Linked DNA regions of Mus musculus: region 2 is linked to region 1. Evidence: chromatin contacts called from public capture Hi-C data. All regions are on one chromosome and are shown on one strand. The core of a region is the stretch at or near the end of the contact, and the rest is flanking DNA. Distances in the headings are between cores, read along the strand shown.

The links. Capture Hi-C pulls out chosen DNA fragments and counts their contacts.
Region 2: a contact with region 1 is called in a capture Hi-C map of bone marrow-derived macrophages, with 5 times the contacts expected there. The contact joins two enhancer-like sites. A contact is called at or near these places in 2 of 484 Hi-C or Micro-C datasets (the HL-1 cell line and psoas muscle), 5 of 115 datasets of contacts at active chromatin or transcription factors (CD8 T cells, effector CD8 T cells, embryonic stem cells and 2 more) and 1 of 9 other capture datasets (bone marrow-derived macrophages).

What each region holds. Positions count from the first base shown.
Region 1 is chr3:115,693,165-115,697,888 of GRCm38.p6, forward strand. No RefSeq gene overlaps it. Among named protein-coding and RNA genes, the nearest start is that of S1pr1, 20 kb to the right of the region's middle. Within about 2 kb of position 2,462, at least 37 of the 459 cell types and tissues checked have an H3K27ac peak or open chromatin away from gene starts, as enhancers often do. A contact at or near this core is called in bone marrow-derived macrophages, where this site is marked.
Region 2 is chr3:115,761,662-115,766,769 of GRCm38.p6, forward strand. No RefSeq gene overlaps it. Among named protein-coding and RNA genes, the nearest start is that of S1pr1, 49 kb to the left of the region's middle. Within about 2 kb of position 1,805, at least 42 of the 459 cell types and tissues checked have an H3K27ac peak or open chromatin away from gene starts, as enhancers often do. A contact at or near this core is called in bone marrow-derived macrophages, where this site is marked.

The sequences.
Region 1 (4,724 bases), core at 1,212-3,711:
AAAAGCTACAGTCCCCAGCACTCATTCACTTTTGGGTTTCATGAAAAAAAAAAAAAAAAAAAGACAGTCTAAGCACAAAACGTCATTGTTGACTGGCAGAACTTCCAAAGGAATGAGTTCTTTGAAAGACCAGAATAGTCTTCCTATGTGGTCTGGCTTTAGGAGAGCTCATCTGGGGAAAGGAGAGGAGGAGACAAGGAAATGGCTGTGGCAAGGGTCTAGCCTGTTTTCTTCATGACTGTGTGCAGAATAGTAAATCCCCGATAAACCCTTGCTAAAAGAGCAACGAGCATTTGAGAATCTGCCTGTGCCAGCCATTGAGAAGCACAGTCCTATCTAATTCATTAAAAAGCATGGTCCTTTCTAGTTCTCTCCACAGCCTGGGAAGCCGGAACTCTTATCACTAGTTGATAGATCCGGATGTGGATTCGGGTAGGGGAGTGTAGCTCAGTTGGTGGACGGTGTGCAGGAAATCCTGGGGTTCCTCTCCAGAGCCATGTAAAATTATACGTGGTAGTTCACGCCTGTCATCGCAACACTTAGGAGGAAGAGAAAAGAGGATCAGAATTTCAAAGTCATACATAGCTACACGGAGCGTTCAAAGTCAGCCTGAGCTCCGTAAGACTCTGTCACCAAAAGGAGTGGTGGGGTGGGCAGTGAGATGGACCGAGGGGGGAGTGTCCTTGCATTCAAGCTGGATAATTTGAGGGTGATCCCCAGGACCCACACTGTGAAGAAACACCTCCTGCAGCTTGTCTCCTACTTCCACAGGTACATCATGGAGCTAGAGCATACACCACCACACACACACACACACACACACACACACACACACACACACATGCACACACTTATAAACAAATAAATATGAACAAACATATTGAAAAAAGAAAGGAAAGCAGGGAGAGAGAGAGAGAGAGAGAGAGAGAGAGAGAGAGAGAGAGAGAGAGAGAGAGAGAGAGAGAGAGAGAGAGGCTGGAGAGATGGGCTAAATGTTAAGAGGGCTTGCTGTTCTCACAGAGGACTAGAGTTCAAATTACCACCCAAGGTACCAATCTGACTAAATCTGAACAAACTCCGGCCAGGAGCTGTGTCACCTACAAACGCAAACACAACAGCTCATTTTTGACCACTGTTAATAGGACTATGGTTGCAAAATGGCTTGGAGAAAGAGGAAGAAGAAAGTTATCGCAAGCCACCTATCTCTACAGCTCACATGGCCTGTAATTAATTTGAGCTCCATTGGACCAAGCACGATCCTCTGACCTCTGAAGGCAGCTGCATTGATGTGCGTGCATCACCCACACAGACAGACACATGTATATGCAATCACAAAAATCAAAATATAGCTTAAGAAAGAAAGAAAGTGTGAAATTAATTGGAGTTTAATATTTTTCCTGGGCCACATTTAGTAAACAATATGCTAGGAATAGGATACAAAAATAGGCCAAACTATCCACTGTGAGTCTTGTTTTGTTTTGTTTTGTTAGGTTTTGTTTTGCTGTTTTATGTATTTTTCTTTTAAGTAGATAAAGTCTTCATATGGAAGAAACTTTAATGATACTTTTGTCTTTTATAGGAAAAGATACTTTATTTTATAGGAAAAATTCTGATGTTTTCTGTGGTAACTGGATTACACACACACACACACACACACACACACACACACACACACACACACACACCTTAAAAGCAAAAAGAATACACAATAGTTTTTCCCTGCCAGGTGTGGTAGAGCTGAAACATTTGCAAAGCTGAGACAGAATGGCTGTGAGCCTCAGGATAGCTTGAACTATCTAGTGGTAGGTGAAGGTCTGCCTCCAATAGTAAAGAGGAGAAAGAAAGATTCTTGCCGCTGCCCTGACCTCTCTGAGAATGCAACATTGATGTTGTAGCTAGTGTAGAGCTAGGTTCAAATGCTACTAATTGCCTGGATAGAAAGAAGTCAGGAGCAGCAGAAAGGACTGTGCAGAGAATCGAAATGAAATTCCGCAGGGGGGGGGGGGGTGTGGAAAAGGGAAGACATGACCCTAATCAGCACTTTAACTGAAATAAGCACTTTTTAAGGTCAAAAGAACCCTTGAGCTTTGTGCAATCAAGGCTTAAGAAAACAAAATGGGCCAAATTGCATAAAAATAAGTCCTTTCTTGGATTTCCAATGACGTCAGAAACCACAAAAGACTTCACCATCCATTCAAATTACAGCCTTCTCTTTCTGCCTCTGGTGAGATGCTTGGTCAAAAACCATCATCTGTTCATCTACATTAGCATTCACCACACCCTTCAGCTTTGATCTCCTGCTCTCTCTAAATTCAGTCACCCTGAAGCCAGAGAGCAGAATCACTGTCAGTCCCAAGATTTGCATTCCAAGGTTCTAAAGAAAATCTGGCTAGATCTGAACAGACCCGGGCCAGGGGCTGTGTCACCTACAAACACAAACACAACAGCTCATTTTTGATCACCGTTAATAGGACTGTGGTTGCGAAATGGCTTGGGCAAAGAGGAAGAAGAAAGTTATCGCAAGCCACCTATCTCTACGAAAAGACAATTGGATATATAGATCTCGGAGGTTCTGTCTAACTTGAACAATCTGTGTGTCCAAGACTAAGGAAATTTCTCAACTTCCCCAAGGAAGCCAAAGCCAAAGCCCTCAGCTTCACTGCTCATCTTGGTCTTGTGTCTAAGGGGAAGTTATTTTAACTCATTAGTCCTTGACTTTTCGTGCTCAGGAGCCAGAGAGTAGTATACATACATTCGCAGAAGCACTGTATATAGCTAGTTGGAATGGGAAAATCAGACCTGATAACATACTTGTGTTAAATATTGTTTTAGAACTGTTTACATGGGCTGGAGAGATGGCTCAGTGGTTAAGATTGCTCTTCCAGAGGTCCTGAGTTCAATTCCCAGCAACCACATTGTGACTCACAACCATGTGTAATGGGATCTGACGTCTCTTCTGGTGTGTGTCTGAAGACAACTGCAGTGTACTTATATAAATAAAAAATAAGTAAATCTTTAGAACTGTTTACATGCATATAGTATATGTTGATCATAGTCACACATTACTATCTCTCATCTTCCTGCCCCTCATGCTGAACCCTTCTTCCAAACAAGTTTTTTTCCTACTTTTGAGTCTTCTGGAGGGGAGTTGATAGCTGAGTTTAATTAGGGCCACGAGGATCTGCATTCATTGGGGGTGGGGGAGGTGGACGTTGATCTTTACAGCAACACAGGCAAATTACCAGTGACTCTGAAGACAATGACTCCTTTCCCCAACTGTCAATAATTCTTCATGCGGGGCGGGTGTCTCCACAATGGACTATTGATCTTGTACAGGTAGTGTGTATGGTAACCACTGCTGTTGTGAGTTCCTGAGTGTCATGGTTATGTCATGTCCAGAAGACAGCATTTCACAGCACTCTGCCCTGTCCCTCCTCAAGCACTTCTTCATGCCCTCTTTCCATGATGGTTACTGATCATTGTGGAAAAGGAAGTAAGGTTGACATAGAAGTCCCATGTAGAGGTGCAAGGCATGATCTTCCTGCCATAGGGTAGGCCTCAGATCCAATCAGAGAGTGTTTGGCTACCCCCAAACCAGTCATACCATTATTGCTAGTCTTGCCTATAAGGTCATAATCTTGCCTATAAGGTAAGTATTGTAACACACAGGGTCCAAATTTCAGTCACTGATGGTCTTCTCCAGCAGTCTATATATACCTCAGACACTATGAAAACTTTGCCAACATATTTTTTTATGCTTTTAAATTTTAAGGAAATTTCTGAAAGGAACATGGGAGGAGTATTTACACTTGGACAGTGTTCCACATGCATCATGCCTTTACCTGCCTTACTTTCCCATCATGCTAATACATTAGGACAGCATCCTTTAGAGAGTTCTGGGAGCTGCGTCTTTGGGTGTCTGCCATCACTACTCAGCAGATCTCTAGGAGCTGGAGGCCCCTGTGAAGACATGCAGTAGTTTCTGATGATAATATATACCTGCCAAGAAGAATCTTCATCCACAGAGTCCTAGAACCTGAGCTTTTCTAGTCTTCCAATCCACCATGTTTGTCAAAGCCTAGGAGAAAAAAAAATACCTCCTCCAATGTGGGATTGCCTTGGTACCCAGAGTAGACTCCTGGGTAGATAACCCAGGCCTGAGAGCTCTCCCTGGAGCACCGATTTATATTGATGGTAAAGCAGGCTCCCTGAGATCCTTGCTGGCTACTGTTAAGGCCACTTCATCCAGGAGGATGAAAAGCTGTAGTTCATCCTCGGCTAGACGTTGTGTTTGAAACCAGACTGTCCTATATGAGACCCTATCTCAAAAACCTAAGCACATAAACAAAGTACAAAATGAGCAACAATCTGAATATAATGCACCAAACCCCAGCTCCCTTTGACATACACTCTCAAGTGACCACAAAATCCTGGCTGAGGGGGGTAGGGCATGGGGAGGTATGACAGATTTCTCCATTGGGCTAGGCATTTATGTTCAAATTAATTGCTAGCTGTATCATTCCAATGGGTTCTCTGCCTGATGCTCAGAAGTAGCCACAGTTCAGAACTGTTAGGTCCAAATGAAACCCCAGATCTGTCGTTCTCAGCCTTCCTAATGCTACAACCCTTTAATACAGTACCACAGGTGTGGTGATCCACAACCACAAAAATCATTTTCATTGCTACTTCCTAACTGTAACTTTGCTACTATTATAAGTCAGAAC
Region 2 (5,108 bases), core at 555-3,054, 68 kb after region 1:
AAATGCCTCAGCTTTGCCCACAGCCCTTGAGTTAGCCTTTTCAAACTTTTTTTCATTTTATGCTTCAATGTCTTTCCATTTCTTGTCAGTCTCTTGTCATTTGAAGAGTCAATGTCTGTTGGGATTTTTGATAAAAAGCCATTTTCTGCAAAGCATATTAATTTTCTCTTTGCTTTAAATGAGACGCTCCTAATTTTGTTCTGAACTCAGCTATTTACTGGTGGGTAGATTTGAACTGGGCTGTGTAAGGGCTGAAAGACTGACGTGAGACAGAAGTGTTAAACATCATGGTGAAGATAGTTAATGAGACTGAAGGCAGGAGCCCACACCCACAGGGGTAGGCAGAAGATGATGAGCTAGAGGCCAGCCTGGACTGTAAAGCAACAAGTGAGATTTCAGCTTAATACAGGGACTGGAGAGAGGGCTGAACAATTGCTGCTCTTTCAGAGGTCCGGATTTGTTTCATAACCCTAACACTAGGCTGTCCATCGCCACCTATAAATTCAGCTATGGGAGATCTGACACCATCTTCTAACCCCCATGGGCACCGCAAACAGATGTCTATCCCCACACAAAGACAAACACACATACACAAATAAAACAAAAACTTTTTAAAAAAGACAAAAAAAAATGAAGATACTAGGATATGGTAGCACTCCCATAATCTACCAACTCATTCAAGTGGCCACTGTAAAATATTTTTGCCATTTGGAAAAGATATCAAAGGCAATGCTGATACCAAACTCCATATAGACTATTGCTCAGTTACCAAATACTAAGAACTCTTATTGTATTGTTTTAATGAGCAAATTCATTCAATGTACAATATAACAACATTACTGGGTGGTATTTATTATTGAATCTCCTTTTGAGATGGAGGAAAGTAAGGCCCAAATGCATGCAGTTCCCTCTTTCATAGGGAAAGTTTCAAATTAGAAAGATTTCATACATAACTAGCCAGTAGGCTACTTAAGGCTCAAGCCATTAAAAAAAGGCCACAGTGCTTCAATAGAGCCCTGATCCAGACAGCAACATCAAAATTATAAGTGCAATGGCAGAACCACAAATAAAATCAATGTTCAAGTCATTCATTTCCAAAACTAAGCCTGAGCTCTTCTTTCTCAAACACTTCAGAATCACTACCCAAAGGGGAAGTTTTATAAAATAAAATTGTGACTTCCCTAAAATCCCTTGATAAGATTTAGAGTTAAGTTTAAGAAAGAGAGAGCAAGGCTGGCGCAGAATCTTCTAGACTGGATTTTTAACTACCAAGGGGCAGCGATGTATGAGCAGGCTACACTTCACAGCCTGCCTGAGGTAGAATGGCTTAGGAAAACTGCCTCAGGAAGTCAGGAGACAATATGAGCCTCTAAGACTTTCCGTACCTTGCTAGTCACAGGAAATCTTAAAATACCAAGTCCACTCAGCCCACGTCTCCATGGCCTGCGAGGCATTTACAATATCATACCAGGCATAGGTCATACTCTTTATCCAACTAAAGTAGCCTTTCATGTGCTACTCTTACTTATACGTTTATGTCAGAAAGAGCTTACATGATAAAAGATAATCTTATCGGGGCTGAATGAAAGAGGGGTGCATCAGAGAGGAAACTCAATGAAGGAAGCCACAAGGTCTTTTCTGGGAGCTGGGAGGTAAAGGGTTTGTTTCATGCTTCTTGAGATGGTATTTGTAAAACCAGGATAGCGCACAGACGTACATTGGCAGATGTATCACTGCATGCCTGCACAGCTGTGTGGGAAGGAAGCAGAGCTAAAGCTCTTGAGCAACCTCCAGCTGATCTAACTATCCCAGCCCAGGAGCTGACACAGCACTCCAGGCGCTGACACATGAGCCCAGCCTTCAGATGGCCCTGTGCACAGCTGTTATCTTTGTGAAGACCTTCGAAGGACCCCACTCTGTCAACTCCCTGGAAGATTAACTCACTAAATAAATAACTAGAGTGTTCGCTCTTTTGTTGGTTTTGAGGGACAGGTTCTCATGGAATCCAGGCTGGCCTCTGGACTCGAGCCCTCACTCCTCCTTGGAAATCAATGTTCATCTTTTGGTTTCTTAATTGAGATGGGATCTTGGTATATAGCCCGCTGACCTTGAATTACAGGAATGGACCACCATGCCTGGCCTCAAATACTCTGCTCTTAAAGGTCACAAAAGGCTTTCTCCACACAAAATCTACATGTTATTTTTAAAAATCTACCTGCCTATATATTTGCTTATACACGTAGCCGTGACTAAGAACCAAAGAGAAGCTGTCAGCCAGTATAGACATAGTTAGAAAAACTCCAAGTACAAGCAGCTGCAAACACGGATGTTTTGAATTGTTGATATTTCTTTAATTATTTATTTTATCATTTCTTTATTAATAATTTTATGGTGGCTCAAATATGTAATTACCACATGTATTGCACATGTTTAACTACATGTATTGCACATGAGCTTGAAGCTCACTTTAACTTTTGAGGCTGCCTTAAGGAATTAAATACTGCCTTATAAAACACTTTCATGTTGTGAGCTATATAGACCATTTAAGATAAAATATCCATGGCAAAATTAAGTAAGGGAAGAATCATTTTATCAAAGTCACGAATGTCAGAACACAGGTACTATTACAAAGATCAGAAATACAATTGCTCACAAACGTTATTCTGTTTGTATTTATTTGTGTGTGTGTGTGTGCGTGTTGTGTGTGTGCGTGCGCATCCTGCTCTGTCATTCATCTGTAGATGCATCCCCATGCTCTACCAATGACGTGGGTGCTAGGATTTGAACTTAGGTCTAACCTCCTCAGCCAATACTCCTGACTCAAGCTGTGTTTTTGTCTTAAAAATTTTAAAAACAGGGCCAATTAAAGAAGATATATTATTCTTTTTTTTGGATAATAAAAATTTGGTTATTTTACTTTTATAATTTTTGTCTGATGTCATTTATTTAACTTTTTTATTCACTTCCAAGTTACTAAGGCCTAAGTGTTAACTACTATGAGAAAGAAGAGTCAGAATTAACAAATCTCTTAGAAACTAGAAGATAAATATTTGGTCGTTAAAGAGTCAGTAATAAGAGCAAAGATAATATGTTTCCTGGCACTTAGATTAATAAATCATTATTAACTACTCTAGCATTTGTTCTATTAAGGTAATAGATACACATTTGTGCATTGTACTTTAGTTTTTCTGCCATGTTTCATATGCTGCCTGCTGCCTCCCATCTCATGAAGTGCTTGCTTGGAGCTTCGCAGAACTTTGCTTGTCTCTCGTCTACCATGCACTGTGGACACATCCTGTGCCCAGCACTCACCGTCAAGAATACGTCAAGGATACGTACTTTCTAAAACTCTGCCCAGTCTTCCCTCCCCCACTGCTCAGCATCTCTCTGTCGTCATCTAACTGGGACATCTAAGAATAGTCTTTGATCATGTCTCTTGCTTCTTTTGTGTTATTATTGACATTTCTAGGGTCCTAAAATGGCTCAGTGGGTTAAAGGGCACTTGGTGCATAAGCTTAACGAGCCGAGTTCCCCCTTCAGAGCCCATCTAAAGGTGAAAAGGGAAAACTGGCTCTGAAACATGGTCATCCACTGCCACGCATGTGCTGTGGCTCTCCCTCCACCCACCATGTCTGCACACACAGTAATAAAACAGTGAATTTAATATTCCCTTGATTGTTTTCCTGATAGGATACACTAGAATGATATTTTTATCCTTATGCTTCGTCCTGGCTCATCCTCCCTGACTGCCCTTCGCCGTCTCTTGTCTGTTCAATGGTTCCCTTCCTCTCCCCAAACAGTCCCTCTGTTTGCATTATGTTGTACATGTTCTGTTTTGCTTGCTTCTTAGAGTCAACCAGTTACCAAAGCTGTCAGTTCTCCCTCCGTATTGTAGCTCGCTGGTATCTCTTTTCCACTGCTTTTTCTTAGCTGATGACTTGTTAAACTCTTGTTAAGACAACCACCATTTTGTCCTGGCTGATTCTTTGACTTAAGTCTATATTTTTCTTCTCCTTCAGTATATTCATTCCCACCAGATTCTTTTTCTTGGGTTACCTGGATGACTAATACCTACTTTAATGTCACATCTATTATTTTGACCTCATAAATGCGAGAATAATTGGTGATGATTGATTGACTAGTCTAAGTTCTGGGAAACGTGCTATAATCTATTTTTAATATGTCCAAATATTTATGTTTTGATTTTTAAAGGGGTTCATTAATTCTAACTCTTCTTTCTTATAATAGCTACACTTGGTTATTAATAACTTGGAAGTAGATAAATAACTGACAGCCAGGCCAGTCAACAGATATGGAGAAGGTGCTCTTTGGAAGTGAAGTATCTGCTAAGTAGACAGTCAAGCTTTAACAGCAGGCAAAGGGATACAGACTATTGCAGTCTGGACGTTCTGTGTTGTCCAGAGTTCCTTGCTTGAGTACACAGATGGGAAAACATTTGATTAAATGCCCTTCCTCCTCTGGCTATGAACCTTCAAAAACTGCACTTCTCTTTTAAAAATAACAAGATTGCGGTCTCGGATTCCTTTGGAAACGATGAAATGTAACTGCTAGACCTGGTCAGAGCAGGGAGAGGAACCCTGAAAACAAGTGAGTGTCCTGGTTATTTTGTCGGATGTGCAAGCTCATGCGAGGAAGCAAAATGAAACTATTATGAAAGGTTGAAATAACAGCGTAGCCCAGGCTAAGGGAGGCACTTGAGGACTGTCTGTTCAGAGCCCTCTGACACAGGACTTCCTCTGGCTCGGTGTTCCCCACCCACCTCTCCTTCCTAAAACAGGATTCCCAATGACCTCACTTGCTTCTCAAATAGCCGTTCTGTAAAAACAAAACTGTTTCTCATACAAAGAGCTTTTTCCTAGTTAGCTATGCAATCAAAACTTAAACTTCAGTGTATTCAACATATTCAACATATTCAACGAACTGCAGGTAAAAAAATTTTTTTCCAAAATATAGGATACTTGAGGCCACAGAGACAGTTATTATTAATTGAATCTTCTTTCTTTCTTTCTTTCTTTCTTTCTTTCTTTCTTTCTTTCTTTCTTTCTTTCTTTCTTTCTTTCTCTCTCTCTCTCTCTCTCTCTCTCTCT